Linked DNA regions of Hordeum vulgare: region 1 is linked to region 2. A link is a contact called in public Hi-C data. All regions are on one chromosome and are shown on one strand. The core of a region is the stretch at or near the end of the contact, and the rest is flanking DNA. Distances in the headings are between cores, read along the strand shown.

Region 1 (4,225 bases), core at 1,283-3,782, 200 kb before region 2:
TGATCTCATGGTCATAGGAATAAATACTTGACACGCAGAAAACAGTAGCAACAAAATGACACGATCAACATGCTACGTCTATTAGTTTGGGTCTAGTCCATCACGTGATTCTCCTAATGACGTGATCCAGTTATCAAGCAACAACACCTTGTTCATAATCAGAAGACACTGACTACCTTTGATCAACTGGCTAGCCAACTAGAGGCTTGCTAGGGACGGTGTTTTGTCTATGTATCCACACATGTAAATGAGTCTTCATTCAATACAATTATAGCATGGATAATAAACGATTATCTTGATACAGGAATTATAATAATAACTATATTTATTATTGCCTCTAGGGCATAATTCCAACATGTGTTGGGCGCAAATTCATGCACATGAGAGGTCTCCAGCAAGGAGAACCCATATCCCCCATGCTATTTGTCCTTGCGATGGATGTGCTCATGGCGATTGTCATCAAGGCACACGAGGCTTTGGTGATAAGTGCAATGAATGGATGTAGTCCGATGCAACAACTGTGTCTATACGCGGATGATGTGGTACTGTTCATCAAGCCAACACAGTCGGATATTCAATCGGTGATGGAGATGTTTTACATATTTGTTGTGGCTCCGGGCTTGAAGGTCAACTACAATAAATCCTCGGCAATTGTGATTAGATCTGAGTATTCGGACGAGGAGCTTGTTATATGTGCGCTTCCATGGAAAATTGAAACATTTTCATGCAAATACCTAGGGTTATAGTTGAGCATCTCGCAGTTACAAAGGTCGAAATGGAAACCGATTGTGGATGCGGCTTTGCACATTATACCCGGATGGCAAAGGGGGTTGGTGACTAGGCCCGGCCGACTGGTTCTTGTGAACCAGGTCATGAGGGCTAGGGCTACTCATCACTTGATGATCGCGGAGGCGCCCAAATGGGCCCTGGAAAAGGTGGACAAAGGCTGCTGGGCTTTCTTCTCGGCCGGAACTAAGGAGATACATGGGGGCAAATGCGATGTGTCCTGGGATCGTGTATGCCGGCCTAAGCGACTAGGTGGGCTTGGCGTGATCGACCTATATAAGCATGGGATTGCTCTAAGACTGCGGTTGGAGTGGCTACGACACACAGATTGCTCCAGGCCTTGGCAAGGGCTAAATCTAAAAGCGGATAGGCAAGTTGGTCAGGCGTTCAGAAGTCTGGTTAAATGGAAGTTAGGATTGGGTGCAAAGGTCTTGTTCTCGAAAGACAAATGGATAAACGATACAACAATCAACGATATTGCACCTCTGGTGGTAGCTAGGGTCAAAACCCAAGTAGCCAAGAGGAGATTGACAAGAGACGCGCTACACATGCACGGTTGGACGAATGATATCACAGGAGAGATGTGCACGGAAAGTCTGGCTCAGTTCATCACGCTATGGGAGATTCTCATCGAGGTGGAGATCAATCCGCAATCTGAGGACATGCCGATCTGGGCTTGGAACGCGGAAGGAGGCTACACGGCATCATCGCCATATAAGATACTATGTGAAGGCGACACTAGATTCCAATCTTATGCAGTCGTATGGAAGAGTTGGGCCCCTCTGGCGTGCACGATATTCATGTGGCTCACGGTACAATACCGTTTGTGGACATCGGACACGAGGACTAGGCATGGGTTGTATGATCATACCTCGCATTGCTACTTATGCGATCAAGATGAGGACACGATCTACCATATGTTGCTACAACGCGTTTTCACGAGGCAAATATGGTACCTTTGCTTCACCAGGTTGGAATTTGACGCATAACTATGTCCAACACCACATGCAAGATTGGTGGAGTGGTGGTCAGTGACTAGGATGCGAATCTTTAAGTGCACTTGCAAAAGCTTTGGCACGCTGGTTGTGCTAATCTGATGGAGTTTGTGGAAGCAGAGGAACGGTAGAGTGTTTGACGAGAACGTGGTTCGAAACGAATGAGGTACGATCGACCTCATCTTTGATGATCTCGCGATGTGGAAAATGGCAGAGACATACGTATGTTCGACGAGTAGCGTTGCGTGCTTGGAGTGGAGACTGGGTTAGGATCAACTTGTGACTCCTAACTAGCAAATTCCGTAACCTTTTGTATATATATTATGTTGTCTATAAAGGTATGGTACTCGCGTGTCCTGATTTTTTTTAACTCGCGGATGTCGAGTAGGCCTAAGATGGTAAGTGGGTTATCACGTCCAAGCTAACACTCTAACAAGGATGTCACGTGAGATCGTAGAAAACCAGAAATGCTAAAAAAAATACTACTATAATATGGAAGAAGAGTCTGCACGGAGCGAGCCATGGGTGCTGCCACGTCTGTTCCCGGGCCGGGAACTGGAAGCACAAGAGTGTACTGCATGTAGTAGAGATTTTGCATGTACCACCAGTCCACCGGCCCCGGCCGTCCGTCGTATTGATACGACGTTGCTACACGCCTAGCGGCTGCCTCTGTCTGGCATCCATGAATGAGTGGGAAGAGTATTTCAGAAGCAAGCCCATCACTGCGCCGGCCTGCAGCCTGGCCCTGCTCCCGCTCTGTTTTCGATGCACTGCACGCCAAAGCGACGCCCCTACGACGCAAGCCTGCTGCTCTACTCTACTCTAGTGGTCGAGGATGGAGTGACCAGGGTCCAGTGCAGTGCAGTGCCGTGCCGCGGCCTCGCAGGCTCCGTTTGGGAGGGGCTCGCCTCGTCGGGTTCCAGCATTGCTCTTGCGCGCGCGCCCCCCCCCCCCCCCCCCCCCCCCCCTTTCCTCGGCATCGCGGAGCGAGCCGAGAGCGATCGAGGAGGAAGAAACGAGGAGGGATTTCGGTTAATCATCAGGTGGGGATGGGATGAGATCGATGCGCGCGTGGGTCGCGCTCCTCTCTTGTTGTTTTGGCCGCGAGTCGCCAGAGATTCCTCCTCATCCGGACGAGGCCTATCTGCCCCCCCGTTGCCGTCACTCGTGCTCCGATTGTCCTGTTGCGCCCGCGCGCGTTGTTCTTGACGACTCCCCAGTGCTTCTTGGATCGTAGCCAGTGCTAGATTTTGGCCGTTTCTCGATGCGTGATTGCTTTTTAGTCTCGGCCGCGCCGATCCCTTGCCGTCTGAGCCTTTCTGATCATATCTTTGGTTTCGTTTTCAGAGCGCCGGGGCCGGGAGGGAGGGAAGGGAGGATGATGCTGAGGAGGGTGGTGTTCGACCAGGCCGCGGCGGGGGATGCGCTCGACGGCGCCGCTGGGGGGAGGCCCCGCAGCCCGGCCTTCTTCGCCGTGCCGCGGCTGCTCGTGGGGCTCGCGGCGACCAAGCGCGGGACGCCGGACTGCGACTCTACCGCGCGCGCTTCGCTGCTTGGGTCGCCGCGGTCACCCAGGAGCTGGGACTCTCAGCGCGTCGGTCTGGGCGGCCTTGTCGACAGCCTCGCCGAGCCCGCCGCCGACGCCAAGAATCGCCTGCTCGGGTTCCAGATGCGCCCGACGAAGCTGCAATGCCTCGCGAAATCCTACACCTCCCCGCCCAAAGACTGCGGGCATGCGCAGCCGGAGCTCGGGGAGGCGGAGGCCACCGCCGGCGCCGGGGGCATGTCGGTTCCCTGCACTAGGTTCTACGGGGATGTGAAGTCTGGTCCAGAGGTCATCGTGTCCGGCGGTGCTCAGCTCCACCTGGTCGACCGTGCCAAGTTCCCTGCGTCCGGGTCGCTGCCGGTGTCGATTGGTGGACCACGCAGGTACATCGGGTCCGTGTCGGCGATGGAGGTCGAACAGTCGGAGGACTACACCTGCATCATAGCTCACGGCTCCAATCCGAAGACCACCCGCATTTTCGGGGACTGCATCTTGGAGCCCTGTCCTGTTCTCATGCCCGACTGGGAGAGCAAGGAGATCGATGTGGACAAGGAAGGAGCTGAATTGTACTGGCTGGTCGCCGACGAGGAGTCCACGCCCGGCTCCTGCTCCGCTTGCAACAAGGACCTGGATGGCAACGGATCTTACGTTTATCGGTATGTCGATGCATTCGCCCAGTCATCTTTAGTAGTACTGCCTCCTTAAACTAATATAAGAGCGTTTAGCTTACTATATTAGTTTAGAAAGGAAGTACTATTGATTCGAATAACCGATGATTGTGAACCATCTTCATTCAGTTCTTTAGGGAATTTGCAGGCATGCATACATTACGAGTGGTACATTCATAAGTAGATAATTGCTCTTCAGATGGAATGATGGATAGAATGGAAACATACAT
Region 2 (3,885 bases), core at 593-3,092:
GTTCATTTGCGGACTACAAAGTTTTCTGGGTTCGTCGTTCGGCTAACGCCGTCACGCATAAGCTAGCTAAGGTAGATGTTGGTGATGAACTTGTAAGGTTTGGTTGGGGACCCTCAATACTTTGTCCTAGACGTAATTTCGAATGAGATTCCAACATTTGAAATTTAAATAAAGCGGTGACATTAACCTAAAAAAACTCAAAACGCTGTAAGAAGGGTTTAGAATCAGTTTTACTGTCCTTATTAATAATAAGGCTGCTCATAGTGGAGAGTAACATATAATAGTATCATGCATATGTTACTATTGTATGATACTACCTTCATAGTGCATAGTATCATAAACTAGTATCATAGGTGATCTCATTTATTGACATGCATGACACATAGTAGCATAGCATTTAACATGTTACGGTATCTACCTATGTTACTCTAATCCTCTCTCTCTTCTTTAATTACTTGCCACATCACCATATTTGCTACTCCCAAGACTATGTTACTACTCCCTCCGTCTCGGTGAATAAGGCTGCTCATAGTGGAGAGTAACATATAACAGTATCATGCATATGCTATTATTGTATGATACTACCTTCATAGTGCATAGTATCATAAACTAGTATCATAGGTGATCTCATTTATCGACATGCATGACACATAGTAGTATAGCATTTAACATGTTACGGTATCTACCTATGTTACTACCTCCGTCACGGTTTAGAAGGCACGGTTAAGTTTGCGTGCATTTCCACAACACACAAGGTTTAAGGCGCATTGCATTTACTCCTAGCAGCCAACTAGTACTTCGTTGTACTACTTCTGTATGCATGTGTAGTGTGAATGCTATTTTCAACTCATTTTACAGCCAATCAGTAACAACCTAGGTTCTAGAGAATTTCCATGCACACCTTCTAAACGTGACAGAGGAAGTAGTATTTTCTCAGTTGATTAGGCGCATTAGCATCTACATCTGCTACATCTCACAACCAAACGGTGACTACCTTGGTCGCAGTGATTTTTCAAGCGTGCCTTCTAAACCGTGAGGGAGGGAGTACTCTAATCATCTCTCTCTTCTTTAATTACTTGCCACATCACCATGTTTGCTAGTACCAAGACTATGTTACTAGCTATGATACCCCCACTATGACCAGCCTAAGTCATCTTACGAAAACCAAATAATCCCAAAACACTTAGGCACGATGCATTAACTTTCACCTCGTTTCTTGTTTTTTGACATGAGTAAAGGAATCAACCAATAAGAAACGTGGGGCATGTATATTTTTAATGACTTGAGACTAACTAGCACAACATGCATTGGTCAATTCATTGCATGTAATGGTATTAATTAGCAAATTAGCATTGATTTCTCTCGTTTTTCTCTCCGTCTTGATCACGGTGCACAATCTAAAATGACTTATACACCGAAACGGAGGGATTAGAGGGTGTTTGGATCACTAGAGACTAGAGACTAGAGACTAGTAGTAGTCACCTTTAGTCAGTAAACCTCCAAACACCCCTGACTAATGGGTGACTAAAACTAGTTTAGTCCCTAGTCGCCCCACCCCCAACTAAAAGTGACTAAAGTCTCTTCTCCAATTAATTGACGGGCCCATCCTGTTGCAGGCTCATCCTCCTATGCTGGCACGCCAATGGAAGGGAGAGAAATGAGAATAATTTAATACATAGACATTTAATGCTGACTAGTAGTAGTCACCTTCCAAACAGGGCCTGACTAAAAACTTCTAGTCTAACTACTACTAGTCACATGACTAGAGAGTATCCAAACACCCTCTTAGCTATGATACTCACATTATGGCCAGCCTAATAATATCTGCCGGAGGACAGGGAGATGTAGAAGATGCATCTTTATCCGAATCGGTAGCGTAGACATCTCCTCTGAACCGGAGCCTCATCATCCTCCTTCCACTTCGCTTCCGCGCGACGCCAGCACGCAGCATTTTCCGCTGTTGCCATTAATGAAGTAAAATGAGCGACGTTATTAGTAGTTAGCACCACTACTATAGTGTGCGCAAGGGACCAAGCAGCGAGAGCTGAAGGGACTCGAGGGATTAGCCTAGGGTTTTAGGGCGGCCGAGGCGGCGGCATGGGCTACCACCACCTCCTCGTCGTCTCGCCGCCGGCGCAGCCGCCGCCGCGGCGCCTCTCCCTCCTCTCCCGCTCGCCGCGTGGAGCCGTCACCGCCGCTGCCTCGCCCGACGCCGCCCGGTCCTTGTCGGTGGTGGCAGCGTCGGCGGCCACGCGAAGGAGGGCCGTGCTCCTGGTCGGGATCTCCGTGCTCCCGCTCCTGCGCCTCCGTGACGCGGCGGCCGCCGCGCAGCCCTTAGCGGCAGATCTCGTCACTGGTGAGTAGGGCTCTGCTCAGCGTGGGGATGATCTTTGATATTCTTTGGTTGAAATCTGATGCGTATCTCCTAAAAAAAACTGATGCGAATGTTTCTTGAGCACATAAACTTGGAACCTTCACGGAACCTTGGAGATTTTCTGAAACTTTAGTCCGAAGCCTGCAAATGGCTAGCCAGCTAGGCTAATCATCGCCCCGAGGAAGTCAAAATCTTCTATGGGAATGGCCACTCTGCATGTTCTGAACCGTCCCTGTTACGAAATAGTTTGGCCAAATCATTCGGCGGTGGGAGTCTCATAAGAGTGTTTTTATTATGTTCAGTTTTGTTAAATGTTGGTTGTGCAACATTGAATGCAGTATGCTGCTTCCACAGTAAAATTTATGCTGTCCATATCATGTCAGATACTAGTTGTGGAAAATGCCAATTGAATTGGCATGCACTAAGTATTTCTGCACCAGAAAGAGCATTTGTCCTTGTTCTAATATGGGAATGTACTATGGGACATTTAGTTAAGCAGATTGATCTGTGCTTTCATGCCTTCACTTATGGGACGGTGTATGAGTAAAGCTAGGGAGAAAAATAGCGTTATTAAGTACTAGCTTGATGTGATGAGTGCACGGAACCAGGAGTAATACGAGCCTCTGGGAATGTGCTATACGGTCCTCCTGTTCTGGTGTGAGGTACAACAACATCAACAACAACAAAGCCTTTAGTCCCAAACAAGTTGGGGTAGGCTAGAGGTGAAACCCATCAGATCTCGTGACCAACTCATGGTTCTGGCACATGGACAGCAAGCTTCCATGCACCCTGTCCATGGCTAGTTCTTTGGTGATACTCCAGTCCTTCAGATCTCTCTTTACGGACTCCTCCCATGTCAAGTTCGGTCTACCCCGGCCTCTTTTAACATTATCAATACGCTTTAGCCGTCCGCTATGCACTGGAGCTTCTGGAAGCCTGCGCTAAATATGCCCAAACCATCTCAGACGATGTTGGACAAGCTTCTCCTCAATCGGTGCTACCCCTACCCTATCTCATATATCATCATTCCGGACTCGGTCCTTCCTTGTGTGGTCACACATCCATCTCAACATGTGCATCTCCGCCACACCTAACTGCTGCACATGCCGCCTTTTAGTCGGCCAACACTCAGCGCCATACAAGCATTGCGGGTTGAACCGCCATCCTATAGAACTTGCCTTTACACTGACTATGAAAACAAAGGCATGCCTCTTTGTGTTTTATGAATGATGCCACTTTTGAATTGATTAATGATAGAGTTTTGCTTCAGTACACCCTCCTTAAAAGTTTACACAGATCTTAAAGTTACTTCAAAAGGTTACTCTCATACATTCACGATCAACTAATTCAAATCTCTATTCTCCCAATGCATCAAACAAGAGATCAGAACAATATAATATTTTTTATTGAATGGGCATCATCTAATCTCCACCCTTCATCTGCATCAAAACCTGTAAACTTTTCTAAGGGGGTGTACGGAAGCAAAACTCTTAATGATATGATGGTTTTGC

Evidence for each region. A called contact is a pair of places that touch in the nucleus more often than the background predicts.
Region 1: a contact with region 2 is called in a Hi-C map of seedling, with 2.5 times the contacts expected there. The contact joins the promoter of LOC123427028 here to the promoter of LOC123427009 in region 2. A contact is called at or near these places in 2 of 6 Hi-C or Micro-C datasets (leaf and seedling) and 1 of 1 datasets of contacts at active chromatin or transcription factors (embryo).

Annotation. Positions count from the first base shown.
Region 1 is chr1H:130,123,949-130,128,173 of MorexV3_pseudomolecules_assembly, reverse strand. It overlaps LOC123427028 (FCS-Like Zinc finger 10-like), which reads left to right and starts at 2,532. Exons shown (of 3, transcript XM_045110962.1): 1 at 2,532-2,824; 2 at 3,129-3,983. The coding sequence starts at 2,547.
Region 2 is chr1H:129,924,156-129,928,040 of MorexV3_pseudomolecules_assembly, reverse strand. LOC123427009 (MAR-binding filament-like protein 1) reads left to right here and starts at 1,842. Exons shown (of 3, transcript XM_045110942.1): 1 at 1,842-2,356. The coding sequence starts at 2,098.